Linked DNA regions of Gossypium hirsutum: region 2 is linked to region 1. A link is a contact called in public Hi-C data. All regions are on one chromosome and are shown on one strand. Each heading gives the region's core, a stretch centred on a gene start, on an enhancer-like site or on the middle of the called end of the contact. The rest is flanking DNA. Distances are from core to core; before and after follow the strand shown.

Region 1 (7,686 bases), core at 1,928-4,427:
GATTCAGATGACGTTACCATTTGTTTCTATTGAAAATATACTCATTATTAAGAATTTAAACATATAAATTTAAGCCCCTAATTATTTTTCTCAAAATTTTGATGATTTTTCAAAGTCAGAACGGGGGAACCGGAATTCATTCTGACATTGTCTCACAAAATTTAATATATCTCATGATTTACAATTTCATTACTTACACCATTTATTCTATGAAAAACTAGACTCAATAAGGTTTAATTTCATATTTTGTTAATTCTCTAATTAAATCTCCACAATTTATGGTGATTTTTCAAAGTTAACCTACTGATGCTGTCCAAAACTGTTTTGAGTGCAAGATGTTGATTACTAAGTTTATAACTCCCTTATTCCCTTTCTCTATAATATTTCTCATCACTTTCACTTATTTCCCTTCACTAATATATCAAGAGCATAAGAACTTATATAAGAAAACTCTACTATAACATCATTTCTATGCTTTTTCAATAATATCAAACTTAAAAATATATTGAAATCTTGATGTTCTTACCTTGTCCTATTAGTTTCAACCTTTAACTTGATTTTCTCTCTCCTCTAGCTTCTCTTTCTTGAATCTAACTTGATATTCTAGCTCCCCATAGTCTCCTTGTTATCTTTCTCTCTTCATGGATATGAAAATTCTTTTGATTTTTAGGTGAAAATGGTGAATTTTTGGTGGAAGGACCAAATTGTAAAGAAAGCAAAATTTTCTTTCTTTCTCTCTTCTTCTCAGGTTGGTGCATGGGAAAAAATGGTGGAATGGTGATTCTTCATCTTCCTTTTCTTATATATATACTAAATAAAATAATAAAATATTTTTTAAAAACCAAATTAAAATATTAATAAACTAATATTTATTTAATTAATTAATCTAAAATATCTCCAACATTGTCATTGCCTTCTAGATTTCTCTCTTCTAATTGACCATTTTGCCCTTTAATCTTTAAAAATTTCATCCTTGAGTCGTTACTTAATTTGGTAAAATTGCGATTTCGTCCCTCAAAATTCTTCACCTTTTTGTCACTTTATTTCCTTATTTTACTATATCAAGGATACCTACTTTCTTACGGTAGTAATTTTCGGGGCGTTATAGTAGTAATTTTTGGGATATTACATTTCAGGGGTGGCATGGTCGAAAAGTCCACACGGGTAGCCCACACACCCATGTCGTAGGCCGTGTGGTTTGGCTGGGTTAAGTTTTACCTCGATTTTCTCGTAAAAGAAAACACATCTGACTTTTGGGGTCTCGAGGAACGGCCTTCACATCCAAATCTGATCTAGGATACCTACAATGGGTCTTTCGATCGACAAATATGTAAGAATTAATATCAACTTTCAAAATTTATCAAATTTATCAAGATTATAAGGAAAACTTGTAAAAGACTCGAAATCAATTTTGGGAATTTTCAAGAACGATGTTTTTCAAGAATTCTAGGGTTCTTCATAATTAGAAATAAGAATGGTTACCGATTTTGGCACGTTATAAATGAAATTGACATCATTACTCTAAATCGACACGAAAAATAGATTAAACGAGGTTGGTTTCGGGTTTGGGTTTCAAAAATGAAATTTCCATTAAAAGAATATAGAGATTTTTATGAAAAAGAAAATAGGAAATAAAAGAAAAAGATGTATTTAACGAAAAGAAATTCTAATTAGGGTTGAAAAAGAAGTAAAAATCCACATGTAACTAGGAAAATGGGGGCTGATTTGAGAAATAAACCATTCTACCAAAATTTAAAACAAATGAAAAAGAATTGACATGATTTGAACCTGATGCAAGGGGGAAATTATGCTAAGGCCTTACCATTTGGAATACTATCCATTCTTAATTATTTCCTACTATATTTAATATCTATATTAACTTGATTTTGTTCCTTAATTACTGAAAAAAAAAAAGTGAAATGGAAAGAGTGAGGCTTAAACTTTAGCTCTCTGGAGAGTTTTCTAAGCTCTCTACCACCTAAACTAGAGTTTCTTTTTTTTTTATTAATGCTAACCTTATGATTTCTAGGGTGTTACATTTTTACTTATCTTAAGTAAAAAATTTAAATTAAAATAATTATTAAATTTTGATTTTTAATGGAATCGAAAATTTCAATGGTTTCTCAAACATATTTTCTTATCTAATTATTACTTTTATTAAAAAAATTCTATAAAATTATTTTTATTTATAAATTACCAAACGTGTTTAAATATTTAATCTTCAAGTGATTGAATTTTTTTCATCCGGTCATCAAATAATACTTAACTTTTAAAAAAAAATATCTATTTTTAATTGTAATTTTCCTTTTGAAATTTAAGTATTATTATTTTTTCAAAACACCTTTTGAATGATTGAATATCAATACGCAAGTCCAGGTAGATGAAATAGAAAGAGACAAAATAGTGTACTAATTTGTTTTGTAACCAAACTGACAGTCTAATTTTTCTTTTCCCGAATCAAAATTTTATTTAAGAACAATGATAGATAATAAAAACAGTATGTATCGATTGTCCCCTAGGGACCAGATGAACAGTACCTAGCTAATAAGGAATGTAGCTGAAAAGTTTTTTTTTAAAAGGTTAAATTTCGCCATCAAGTCCTTATACTTTACAGAATTTGTGAATCTAGTCCCTATATTTTAATTTGATCAATTTGAGTCCTTTTCATTTTTGAATTGATGAGTTTTAGTCTCTATACTTTTTGAGTTTTAAAATTTTAGTCTTAACCCAAACAGTAGCAATTCAATCTATTTGGTTAAATTCAATTACTAGTCTTGTACTTTGTGTATAGCAGTAGATTTAATTAATATTCTCTAGTTCGATCATTTTAGGTCCCTATACTTTTAATTTTTAAAATTTTAATCCATTAATTGAATTTTTTTTGAGTAATATGTGGAAATAATAAGCTGGCATGCCATCAAGCATATGATAATATGCTACAGAACTTAACTAAATGAATTCAATAATTGTTGTTTGGTGATGATTGAAATTTTAAAAGTAACCAAATTAAAATATAGGGTCTAAATCCACAACTTTCACAAATACAGGGACTAATAGCAAATTTAGCCGAAAACAAAAAGGAGTGATGTACCATTATCCACATCCATTCCCAACTGTCCATCTCAAAGCAAACTCACATAACTTCATAAAAATTTTCTCTTTTTCATAACTGCCACACATGGATACACTTCACTTTTGTCTATATCACCCATCTCTGCCCTTTTTCTCTCTCTTTAGCACTCACATTCACACAAAAAGTGACAAAATCAATTAGATTATAGTATTTAATTGAATAAGAAAGATCTCTCCTTCTCTACTTTTTTCTTCTTCCTTTTTCTCTTTTTTCTTGGTTTGCTTGCAACAATAATTACCACTTTTTGTCTCCATTTGCTTACATTTTCTTTTTCCAAAGAAAGGGTATTTTTTCTTAGATTCAAAAGTGAAACAGCAAACACCTTTCTTCTCTTTGTCTTAGTGGAGAGACATGAATCTTCTCTGTCCGTTATTACTTCCCATGTGGCAATGTTTCTTGTCTTTGTTATCACTTGTAAATCTTGCTAGAACCACACCTGTCTCCACTGTTTCTTCCTTTTCTTCACAAATGGAAGCTGTTTCTCCAGGTATTTCTTCTAAATGCTTTACTACCATTAGATGCTTTGCATTGGGATTTAGACCATTTGAGATTTTTGGGAAACCAGGGATAAGTGCTAGCTTCATCAAAAACAATATATAATGCTTAACGCTATGTTAATGGTAAAGCAGGAATGGCAGTGATTAAAGTAGTGCACCATCAAGATTTGAACAAGAGAATCCTTGTTACTCTAATTGTTGCTTCCACTCTCCTTTGTGGGGTATTGCTCTTTTTGTTATATTTCTGGATTTGTAGACACAAAATCATGAAGAATTCCAATGGGGAAGCCAAACGAAATCTGGGTATCTTTTTGTCTTACTCAATCACCTTTGTGTTTTGGTCTCAAAGTCTTGGCTGCTGATTGCAACTTTGTTCTTTGTTTTGGTTTTTTAATATGCAATCTGAAGAACCTACAAAAACAATTTCGTTGAGTCCAATTGCGGATCAGTTTAATTCATTACCAATGGCTTGCAAAAAGGGTTCAGTTGCTGTTATTGAGTATCGGTTATTGGAAGCTGCGACGAACAATTTCCGGGAAAGTAATGTTTTGGGTGAAGGCGGTCGTGGACGTGTTTATAAAGCTTGTTTTGATGGGAAATTCCTTGCTGTTGTGAAGAAATTAGATGGTGGAGGACATAATGTTGAAAGAGAATTCGAGGTGATATTTTGTTCCAAATTTGAACTTGATATGAATAGAGTCTATTGAGGGTCGGGAGAAGTCTTCCAAGTCAGGCAGCCGACTGAACCAGAGTGGTACCATATCCCTCAACAAGTGACTTATATCCCATAAGTCAGGGGTTCAAACCCCACTACAGTCCAGCCGCTCCCGGCTCTGTGAACCAGGCTCTCAGGACAGCTGCTCATGCCACTCTGACTCTCGGCAGGGCACAAGAGACAAAATCCTCTCCTAGAAGAAAATACTTTAGTTTATTGGAGGACTGGACTGGCTGTCAAGTGAATGACACTTCGAAGACTTCTCCAAAGGAGCCGATTTCCCCTCAACATAGTCTCTTTCGGATCTAATGTCTTTCCCCTGCCTTTATTCGATATTCTTTGAATGTGTGCAGAATGAGGTCGATTGGTTGATCAAAATCCAGCATCAGAATATAGTTTCACTATTGGGATATTGTATCCATGGTGAATCAAAGTTACTTGTTTATGAAATGATGCAAAATGGTTCTTTGGAGAGTCAATTACATGGTATAAACTCTGTTTCTTATTTGAAACTAACAATGTGGAAGAAGCTAAAATATATTGTCTTTGATCTAATTTCATCGATTTCGTTTTGGACATTACAGGACTGACTCGAGGATCAGCTTTAACTTGGCAACTACGGATGAAAATCGCAATCGATGTTGCAAGGTGAAACTCTGAGCCAATTATGTTTTACTCTCTTATTTGTTGCTATAACATGGTTCTAAATTTTGTCATTGATCTCTGATAGAGCATTAGAATATCTTCACGAGCACTGTAATCCACCAGTTATTCATCGAGATATTAAGTCATCTAACATTCTTCTGGACTCCGATTTCAATGCTAAGGTAACATTATATATGATGCTATCGCTAACAAACCTCGTCTTTACGTACCTTTGCATAAAAGTTAACCAGAATGGTTTCCGTTATTTAGCTGTCGGATTTTGGCCTTGCTGTGGTTACTGGATCTCAAAACAAAAACGTAAAGTTGTCAGGAACGTTGGGGTATGTAGCTCCAGAGTACCTCTTAGAAGGTAAGCCAAAGTTCCACATTGTTAACGCATAACTAAGTCCAAATGAAATCTGTTCCATTTTCTGGTCCGGAGTACCAAATTCGGTCTCGATTTTTATTTCAATAGTCACAGAAGAGTTTTTTCTCAGGCAAATTGACTGATAAAAGTGACGTATATGCTTTCGGAATTGTCCTTCTAGAGCTGCTAGTCCGAAAGAAACCGCTAGAGCAAATGTCACCATCTCGGTGCCAATCGCTCGTCACTTGGGTAATTTTCTTTCAACCTAAGATTTACCTGTAGGAGTAATTGTTTTACCGTATCTTGAACTTATTATTTGCTATTTTGACAGGCGATGCCCCAACTTAGCAACAGATCGGAACTTCCGAATATAGTGGATCCAGTAATAAGAGACACAATGGATTTAAAGAACCTATATCAGGTATATCGAAAAGAATATTCGTGTTGTCATATGACCTCGATCTGGTCTTAAAAGTTGATTCGTATTGTGTATTGAATAGGTCGCTGCTGTTGCTGTGCTGTGCATACAACCCGAACCGAGTTATCGGCCATTGATAACTGATGTCCTGCATTCTCTCATCCCTCTTGTGCCTATGGAACTCAGAGGTTCGTTAAGAGTTACATAAGCTGTCCGTCCTTCCTCAGCCTCTCTTTCGTGATGATTATACGAACTGCTTTCTTTGGTACAAGATTACAATGTAAAGTGATGTAAAATCGATGATTACATGTCTCTTTGATACATCTTTCTAATACGGATAGTTGGAACAGAAAAACTCCTTTCATAACTTCAACAAGAAAGTTATGTTCCATTCTCTGCAGCATTGTGATTAACTATTAGTGTCGTGGTGTATTTGTTGACACCTAATCTCGGGTTCTAACCTTGACAGCCCTATTCCCCTATACTCAAAAGGTATTAGTAAGTTTATCTTTTGGTCACTCAATATTAAAAAGTTACAAAATGTTTATTGAATTATTCGAAAGTTTTCAATTAAGTCACTGGATTGTATGGTTTTCTCCATTCGCATGGCCTGCACTAATCAATAGCTCTTCTTCTCTTCTATAGTTCAGGTTTTTTTTTTATGAAATAGTTTTGAACGTCATGACCCTAAACCTTAAATCTTAATCTGTGAATCAAAATAAAACTGACTTTCTTATTCGATCTTCGATATTGATCGTCATATCGATTTGAATCTAAGGTATGTTTTTCTACTCGTCAATAGGTACTGATCTGTAGTATCGATGGTCAATTCGTCATTTTGAGCTCGTTAACCGAACTTTTAAAAGAAACTTAACAGCAAGTGACTTAAATAAAAAAACTTTCGAATAGTTCAACAATTATTTTATAATTTTTTGAAGTTGAATGACTAAAATGTAAATTAACTTGCTAATAATTTAATAACCTTAGGCTAGGTTACCCAAAAAGAAAAAAAACTAAAAACAAAGAAAGTGCAAAACTAAAACTTCTACCATAGGTATGTCTAGGACTATATTTATCTTCGGACTTGTAATTTTCCTTTCAAGTATTCATATACTCATGTGCTATGAGATATAAGGTACCATAAATTTGGCAAAAAGATTCAAATCAAATTTCAGATGAAGATTGTAGAGTCATTGAGCCATTATTACGTGATAAAGACAAAAAGAAAAGGCTGTTCATGGGACCATGGTCTTGGTTTTGAAGTTCAATAATGATCATAGAGTCCATATTGTAGGCCATGAAAGCTTCACGATTGAAAGGCCTTTGCGTGATTGTGAAGTTTGCGCAGTAACCAATTGCGGCCAAGCTGGTGATTGTCAAATTCGACTTACCAATGTAGTGTATATAAAGTCAGCAGTAAATCTCTCTATCTAAAAATAATAATTTAATTTCTTTACTTGTATGGAAGGATGTTTAAATTTTTTATCAGATATCCATTTGGCACAAAGTTTAAACCCTCATTTTTATCTCTAATATCGTCTCTAAAAAAATAATTTAAAGGCTAATGCACTAAAAAAGCCTTCAAGCTACCTTACTATTTTGACATAACAAAATAAGAATCTTATAAGAGCTATAATGAATAGGTATCCATGATCTTACCAAAGTCACAACATCCATTGAGTCCTCAATGGAGCTCAACAATGTAGGGGGAGACAAATAGGAACAGTCCAAAAAAGGAATTGGAAGGCACCATAAAATAAGTGAAAGTCTTATATACCACGAGAAAATAGAAAAGAAAAGGAGTTAGTGAAATGCCTCCTATGTGATGGTCGACAAAGACTACCTAGGACGAGCGAGGATGACTATGATCAATAAGGAGGAAGAGGAACATGAGTGTTAGGCTCTATAGAA
Region 2 (7,686 bases), core at 1,796-4,295, 150 kb before region 1:
TTATAACAAGTTGTTCACTTGAGTCATGGTCACTAAATTAATTATATCTTAAGCTACAGAACTCCGAATTGAGATCCGTTAATTTTATCTAAAACTAGACTCACATATCTTCTTACATAAAAATTTCAGAATTTTTGGTTCAGCCAATAAGTACAGTTTATTCTTTAAAGTCATCCTTGTTCTGCTGTCTTACAATTTCGACCCTTCTTCACTAAAAATTAATTATTTCCTAGTACAGAATTCGGATGATGTTACCGTTTGTTTCTATTGAAAATAGACTCATTAAGAATTTAAAAATATAAATTTAAGCTCCTAATTATTTTTCTCCAATTTTTTATGATTTTCCAAAGTCAGAATAGGGGAACCCGAAATCATTCTAACCTTGTCTCACAAATTTTATTATATCTCATGATTTACAATTCCAGTACTTACACCGTTTCTTCTATGAGAAACTATACGCAATAAGATTTAATTCCATATTTTTTTCATCCTCTAATTCGATTTCCACAATTTATGTTGATTTTTCAAAGTTAACCTACTGCTGCTGTCCAAAATTGTTTTAGTGCAAGATGTTGATTACTAAGTTTATAACTCCCTTATTCCCATCACTTTCACTTATTTTCCTTCACTAATATATCAAGAACACAAGACCTTATATAAGAAAACTCTACTATAACATCATTTCCATGCTTTTTCAATAATATCAAACTTAAAAATGTATTGAAATCTTGATGTTCTTACCTTGTTCTATTAGTTTCAAACTTTAACTTGATTTTCTCTCTCCTCCAGTTTCTATTTCTTGAATCTAACTTGATATTTTAGCTCCCCACAGTCTCCTTGTTATCTTTCATTCTTGATGGATATGGAAATTCTTTTGATTTATCAGTGAAAATGGTGAGTATTTTGTGAAATGACCAAATTGTAAAGAAAGTAAAACTTTCTTTCTTTCTCTCTTTGCATGGGAAAAATGGTGGGATGGTGGCTTTTTTTTTCTTTCTTTCCACATATATATATACTAAATAAAAATAAAATATCATTAAAAAAATCAAATCAAATATTATAAATTAATATTTATTTATTTATTTATCTAAAATATTTCCAACATCATCATTGCCTTCTAGATTTCTCTCTCCTTCTAATTGACCATTTTGTCCTTCATGATCTTTTAAAATTCCATCATTGAGTCATCACTTAATTTAGTAAAATTACAATTTAGTCCTTCATAATTCTTCACTTATTCAATTTGGTCCTAATTAATCCATTTTCCTTAGTTTCTAGATCATTCCACCCTTAAAATATTTGCACAACTAATCCTTCAACTTTTTTATATTTACACTTTAACCCTCAAATTTTAAATATTTACTCCTGGGTAACAAAACTTTTCTCACTTTTGCGAATTAGTCCTTTCTTGCATTAATATGTCATAATATACTTCCCAATGTTGACATAAATCAAAATTTTGCTTTTTGTCACTTTGTTTCATTATTTTACTATATCAAGTATACTTACTTTCTTACTGTAGTAATTTTCGGGATATTACAAATAATATCTTATTATTTTAAATTATTTTGTTATTTAAATTAAATCAATTTATATTCACATACAATGCACGTGATATTGAATACTAGTTAAAAGGAAATGAGTGACCTAGTGGTGCCTAACAAAGAAAACAATAAGAAAAATAGAGGGCTAAAGATGAGCCTAAGCCTAACTAAGGGTGGGTTTGGATGGGCGATTGGGTGCGGTGCGTTTAGTTTTCTTTTTGTCTCACGCTACAGTATCGCTACAGTGTCTAATCTCACCACCACCGCTGTTTTTACACTAATTGCAAGTAAACGCACCGCCCATCCAAACTCACCCTAAGGCAAACAATAAGAGCACAACCTTAGCTAGCCACCTTGACAAGAAGGGGATGGCATTGAGGTTGAATAATATATATTTATTTTATATATTATAAATGTATTTTAATTAATTTAAAAAATATTAAATTAATTCAAAATTTTTTTACCAAAATCATTTAAAAATTAAAAAATTAGTAACTGATCAAAATAATTAATAATACTGAACTGTTCAAACCGAATTTGACTAAATCGATTAGATTGAATTTTTGGGTTCTAACCAAAATTTCTCTCTTATTTGAAAAATTGACACTAATGGTATATTTTCCATCAAGTCTATTTACCATATTTTTTAGAATCTTAACCAAAATGAGAATAATTCGAAGGACCTATCGAGAAAAGTTTGGATGAACCTTTGCAAGCTTAAATTTCCATTCAAACTAATTATATGCTTGTGGAAGTTCAATAAAGGAGGAACTGAAAAGAAGATCAATCAACTTGACCTTTACAACTCGATTATGGAAGCAAGAGACAAGCAAATATTGATCTTCAAAAGTAGGAAACAAAGTGCTAATAACACTAATTCAACGAAAACATGAGTTAGTGAAAGTATATATATTATTTGAAATCTCTCCCTAACAATTGTTTACCCCAACTTTTAACCACATCAAAGTATTCAAAGAAATATTTTGTTATGATAATATCAATTAGGGGTGAGTATTCGATCGAGCCGAGTAAAAAAAATTCGAGTAAAGTCAAGTCGAGTTAACGAATCCTATTATTTATACTAGTAGACAAAGTATAAGATTATTTAACTACATAAACAATATAATGATTTTGTCTTTTAACTTAATGGTTTTGACTTTTAATTTTAGAAAAGGTAAACATTTATCAAAACGGCGTAGTTTTGTCATTTATTATTTAGATTTTTGGATAACTCGAATTGTGTAATTCATATCAATTCGAGTTAAACTAAAAATTTTGATTTTTTATTCAAGTTGATCTGAATAACTCGATTAACTCAAATAACTCAAATTATTTAGTTCAAAATTTAAATTTTTATTGAGTTTTTTGAATCGAATCGGATTTTACTCACCCTTAATATCAATAGAAGAAGAAAAATTCCCAATAAAAAAAACTATGAAGTGGACAAAAAATAAAAAACCAACAAATTACAATATAAAAATAAACAAAAGGAGTAAAAAAGAATGGGAGAAAATCCAGCCATGATACCCAGCCTGGATGTCAAGCTGGGCTATTACCCAAAAAGAGAGGCGGCTCAGTCCAAACCCTAAACCCCTTTCAATTATCTCCATCTCCCCCCAAACCCTAAAAACAGTTCTCTTTCAATCCCCCCATAGCTATGGCACTCCTTCTCGCCAGATCCAGACGCAGATCCCTCGCCAACCCTTCACTCTTCCACCTTTACTCCACTTCTTCAAATGACCCAAACAACGATGACGCCACCACGAACGGCAACCACACCGCCAATAATCCCCCTTCAGTCTCTTCTTACTTCGGCGATGTCAAAACTGACCAACACCAACAAAGACCCAGAAACCCCACAAATCCTTCGACTCCCAATTCCAAACCTATGTCAGTAAGCGCTTCCTTACTGGAAATCCGTAAGAATCTCTCCGAGTTCCGCCGACGTTCCGCGGTGCCGTCTTCTGCTGAGCCCATTCCTACACCATCACAATCACAACCACATATTTCGTTCCAAGAATTATTCAAACGAAACGCCTTAGCTAAACAAGGGGAGTCCAACGAAAGTCCTGATGGTTTTGGTACTAGTGGGAAACGGGCGATGGAAACTTTAAGGAACAGTCTGCGGCACATGAAACAGAATTCTGAGGCGAATAACAACGTGGAGGGAAGATCAGGTCCATTAATCTCTTTATCGGCATTTAAGAATGATTTAAAGTTGAAGCCTTCAGCTGACAGAGTGGTCTCCCCGGTGATTGGTGGGACTTCGACTGAACTACCGGCCTCGATTTTCGAGAGGGAGATGAAAGGTAAGGCTAAAGGAGGAGAGACTGCAATGAGGACAGAGTTTGTTAGGATGTACGGTTATGAAGAGTTAGGGCAGAGGTTGAAGGAATTACGGCCGCCGGATAAGGAGGGTGGGTTTTCATTGCAGGAGTTGAATGAAAGGTTGATAAAGTTAAGGGCAATCGAAGAGAAGGAAACCGATGTGCGGATCAGTGGGGTTAACTTCACGGATTTAAGGGATGGCTTGTACACTTTGAAGAGGTTTGACGAAGAAAAACAGAAAAATAAATTAGGTAACTTTTCGACTTAACAGTAGACATAAGGTATTTGTGTTTGTTTCAATGACTATTAGGTCAAAGTGATAAAGCACCAAGCTTGACTGTGAATTATGTGAATGATTGTCATAAGCTTGAAGTCTGAGTTCTGTTATGAAATAGGGTTAAAAGAATCTTATAATTCCGTAGTCGGTGGCAATTAGGCGAAAAAGGGAACTTGCTAAGTTCGATTGTCAATAATGTGAATGAATGTCAGACTGGAAGTCTGGGATTTGTTATGAAATGGGAGTAGAAAAGAGCATAAGTGGTAAAGCCCCTTTCTTGAATTAAAAGTTCCTAGTGCAGAGAACTCAAAGATGATTCTTGGTGATTTTTAGTTATGAAGCAGACACTAACTCTGTAGACGGTTTTTGTTTTTTTTAAAGGATAAAAACCTATCTGGTTTCACTAACCAAAGTTATTCTATGGTTTTAAACCAGAAGCTGTGGCAACAGTTTCATTGCAACGAGAAACCTTGAGCACAGTGTTTCGAGTTTCTTTCATGTGTGTTTATTTCTTTGGGGGTTCAAAACTAAAAGATATAATGGCAAATCAAATCATCGATATGGTTAAATCAATGGGATTTATTCTACTCTAAGTTCATTTTCTGGTGTGAAATCTGAGTGAAGGAGATAATTTTGTACAATTTAGGAAATTCAGTTCAAGTGTCTTATTGTCTTAAATTTACTGGTTTCTTTCTGAAGGAAAAATCACTTTATATATGCGGTTAAACCACTATTTGGGGCCTGAACTTGGCAACTTTTCTCACATTGGGGTTAGAACTATTTTTTGTCCAAATTAGTCCTTGAACTTGACAATTATTTCCACATTGGGGCCTGAACTTTAGGGTTTTCAAGGGTTAACTTGGACAAAAAAACGTTGAAGCCCATATGTGGAAACAATTGCCAAGTTTGGGGCCTAACTTGGACAAAAAAAAGTTCCAGCCCTAATGTGGGAAAAGTGATTTAACCCTAAATATGCTCTAGTTTTCTGAAGATTTTGTTTTCTCTGGACTGTGGAGTCCGAGATTCAGTGATTGAATATTGCTAGCACTGAGTGGATCGTATCTGACATCCTCTGTGCTCTGAAAGACGACATGTCTAATATCATATAATACGATGATCTCTTGTTTCAGCCCAGAAAGTTGATATATTGGACCTCTTTGGTAGAACTCCAGAGTTTATGTTGCACCCTCCAAAGGAACAGTTAGTTGAAAAGGCAAGTTTAGTCCCTTCTCTTTCCTCCTATGCACATTTCTTGTCGATAGAATTGGAAATATGAAACTTAAGTACTATTTGATGCTTGCTTTCTTTTTTATGCGAACATTTTTTATTCGATACACTTTTCTAAAGTTTTAAGGTGGTTGCCTGCTTCTTGTTCGTTCTGTCTTTTATTTTCTGTTATCATTTAGATGATTGTAGTGATTGACCTCTAAGCAAGACTGTTTTATCAGTTGACCTACCACTATGTTACTAAGATTTAATAGTTTTATTTGTTTCATTCATTAAAACCCAGTATTTAAGCTCTAATACTCTTATAATGCTTTTGCAGTATTTCCATCCAGATAACATGTCTTCTGCTGAAAAAATGAAAATCGAGCTTGCAAAAGTTAGAGATGAGTTTAAGATGTCAGAATCAGATTGTGGATCTGCAAGTGTTCAAGGTAAAGTATTCTAAATATTTTTAATGGTATATTTATCCATCCACGCATGAAGCATTCCCCGATTGTTCCTGTTCCATAGACTATATAACCTTCATTTTTCACTTGCATGCTTGTGGCTAGTATGTACTATTTTACTATGCTACTTGGACTCGGGTGTGAGTGTCAGATACAGGTATGTATTCGACATGTCTATAGTTAGACTCCCAAGGTTTCCATATATTTGGAGGGTCTTAGAGGTCATATCCCCATATCCATGTGTCGGACATGGGTATTTCAAGAAAAATGGAGTGCCAGAGCAACATAGCTATTTTCTAAGTTAAAAAAGCTCTTGTTTATTGTATCTCAAATTGTCCCATTGTAATATTAAATGATGGATAATAAGATAAATTGAAAATAACTTAACATACATATGCTAAGCAAAAAGATATCATCTGGAATGCAAAATTGAATGTTCCGAAAGGATCTTTTTGGAACGGTAGTGTAGACCATGGTTGCTAAGAAGATGGAGAATTTTTGAAATGCTAATGTACATTTGGCAAGTATCATTCAGTATTTTCTCTAGAAGAAAAACTTGGTGTTATTATGAATTTTCATGTGTGATTAGCATTGTTTTTAGATAATTCGTTTCTGTATGGGTAAAGAGTGCAAGATACATGATCATTTTTTGTGTTTTTAGTTTGTCGGTTATTATTACATTAACAGTCATTAATGATCCTTTTGTTTTCGGGCCATAATGCCTTTTGCTTGTTTTCCTGCAGTGGCACAACTCACTACCAAGATCAAACATCTATCATCAGTTCTGCATAAAAAGGTGACATTACAAATGAGATTTTCATTATATACTTGGATGCTTTCATTGCAGTAGCATGTCATTTGATATTATTTACTTGCACTTTTTGTGATTAAAATCAGAATGGATTACGATATGGTTGTGATATTGGTATCCTAGGCATGACAATTGTTCTGGTCTTCACCGACCTATGCCCGATGGGTGATACATTAGGTATATAATATTTAACTTTTGAGTCATTCTTGTTTAGGATAAGCATTCTCGAAAAGGTCTTCTAGCAATGGTGCAGAAGAGGAAGAAGTTGTTGAAGTATCTCCGAAGAACCGACTGGGATTCATACTGTTTGGTTCTGTTGAAGCTTGGTCTCAGGGATACTGCAGATTCGAAGAACTACTAGAACTGGTAAGCTAATGTGGTAGTACATAACCCTGCAACCTGTTTTTTTGAAATTGAAAGAGGTTGCTGGTTCAACTTTGAATGTGTTGTTTTTGTTCCAAAAAAATATTGAATAGAGAAAAATGTGGGAGAAATTGTTTTATTATTTTTCATTAATAAATTCTAGAATCTAATCTATATATAAAAAAAAAATCCCCGAGTGAGAGGAAGATCTCAAGTTGGTGAGTTTTGTTTTAAGGCTTAAGCTGAAGCTATGGGTTGTTTTGAGTATGCATGGAACAACGTGATAACATGCATCTGTTTTCCTTTGAGTTGGCACTTGGGCTTTGATACTATGCATGGAATGAGAAAAAGGGTTATCAAAAACAAGGAAAAAGCTCTTGATCCATCCAAATACGGAACCAACCAAAGAAGATGAGGCAGTGCTACATTTTCAGATTTTAACAAACCTTCTCTTCTTATCTTTCTTTGCTCTTAAAATTTGTTTACTTAGGATAGGTAGAGGTAGATACAGATCTAACTTAATCTTCAAGTGAATGGGAGGACCAACTCTTTTGTATATACATACATTTAGAAAGAAATATATATATTTTTGAACAAATTGAATATAAAGTTAAGCAACATGCAATAGACTTTTGATCCATAAAAGGCTAATTCTTTTAAAGTTTATGACTATTCTTCGTAATAATATTG

What was found. A called contact is a pair of places that touch in the nucleus more often than the background predicts.
Region 2: a contact with region 1 is called in a Hi-C map of leaf, with 5 times the contacts expected there. The contact joins the promoter of LOC121218634 here to the promoter of LOC107962415 in region 1. A contact is called at or near these places in 3 of 34 Hi-C or Micro-C datasets (leaf and petal).

Annotation. Positions count from the first base shown.
Region 1 is chrD06:63,785,485-63,793,170 of Gossypium_hirsutum_v2.1, reverse strand. It overlaps LOC107962415 (probable receptor-like protein kinase At1g80640), which reads left to right and starts at 3,177. Exons shown (of 10, transcript XM_016898801.2): 1 at 3,177-3,620; 2 at 3,763-3,933; 3 at 4,039-4,289; 4 at 4,699-4,831; 5 at 4,930-4,993; 6 at 5,076-5,172; 7 at 5,261-5,360; 8 at 5,488-5,606; 9 at 5,689-5,778; 10 at 5,858-6,169. The coding sequence starts at 3,485. The coding sequence ends at 5,983.
Region 2 is chrD06:63,938,491-63,946,176 of Gossypium_hirsutum_v2.1, reverse strand. It overlaps LOC121218634, which reads left to right and starts at 3,045. Exons shown (of 5, transcript XM_041096173.1): 1 at 3,045-4,123; 2 at 5,280-5,362; 3 at 5,696-5,807; 4 at 6,566-6,618; 5 at 6,848-7,166. The coding sequence starts at 3,202. The coding sequence ends at 6,994.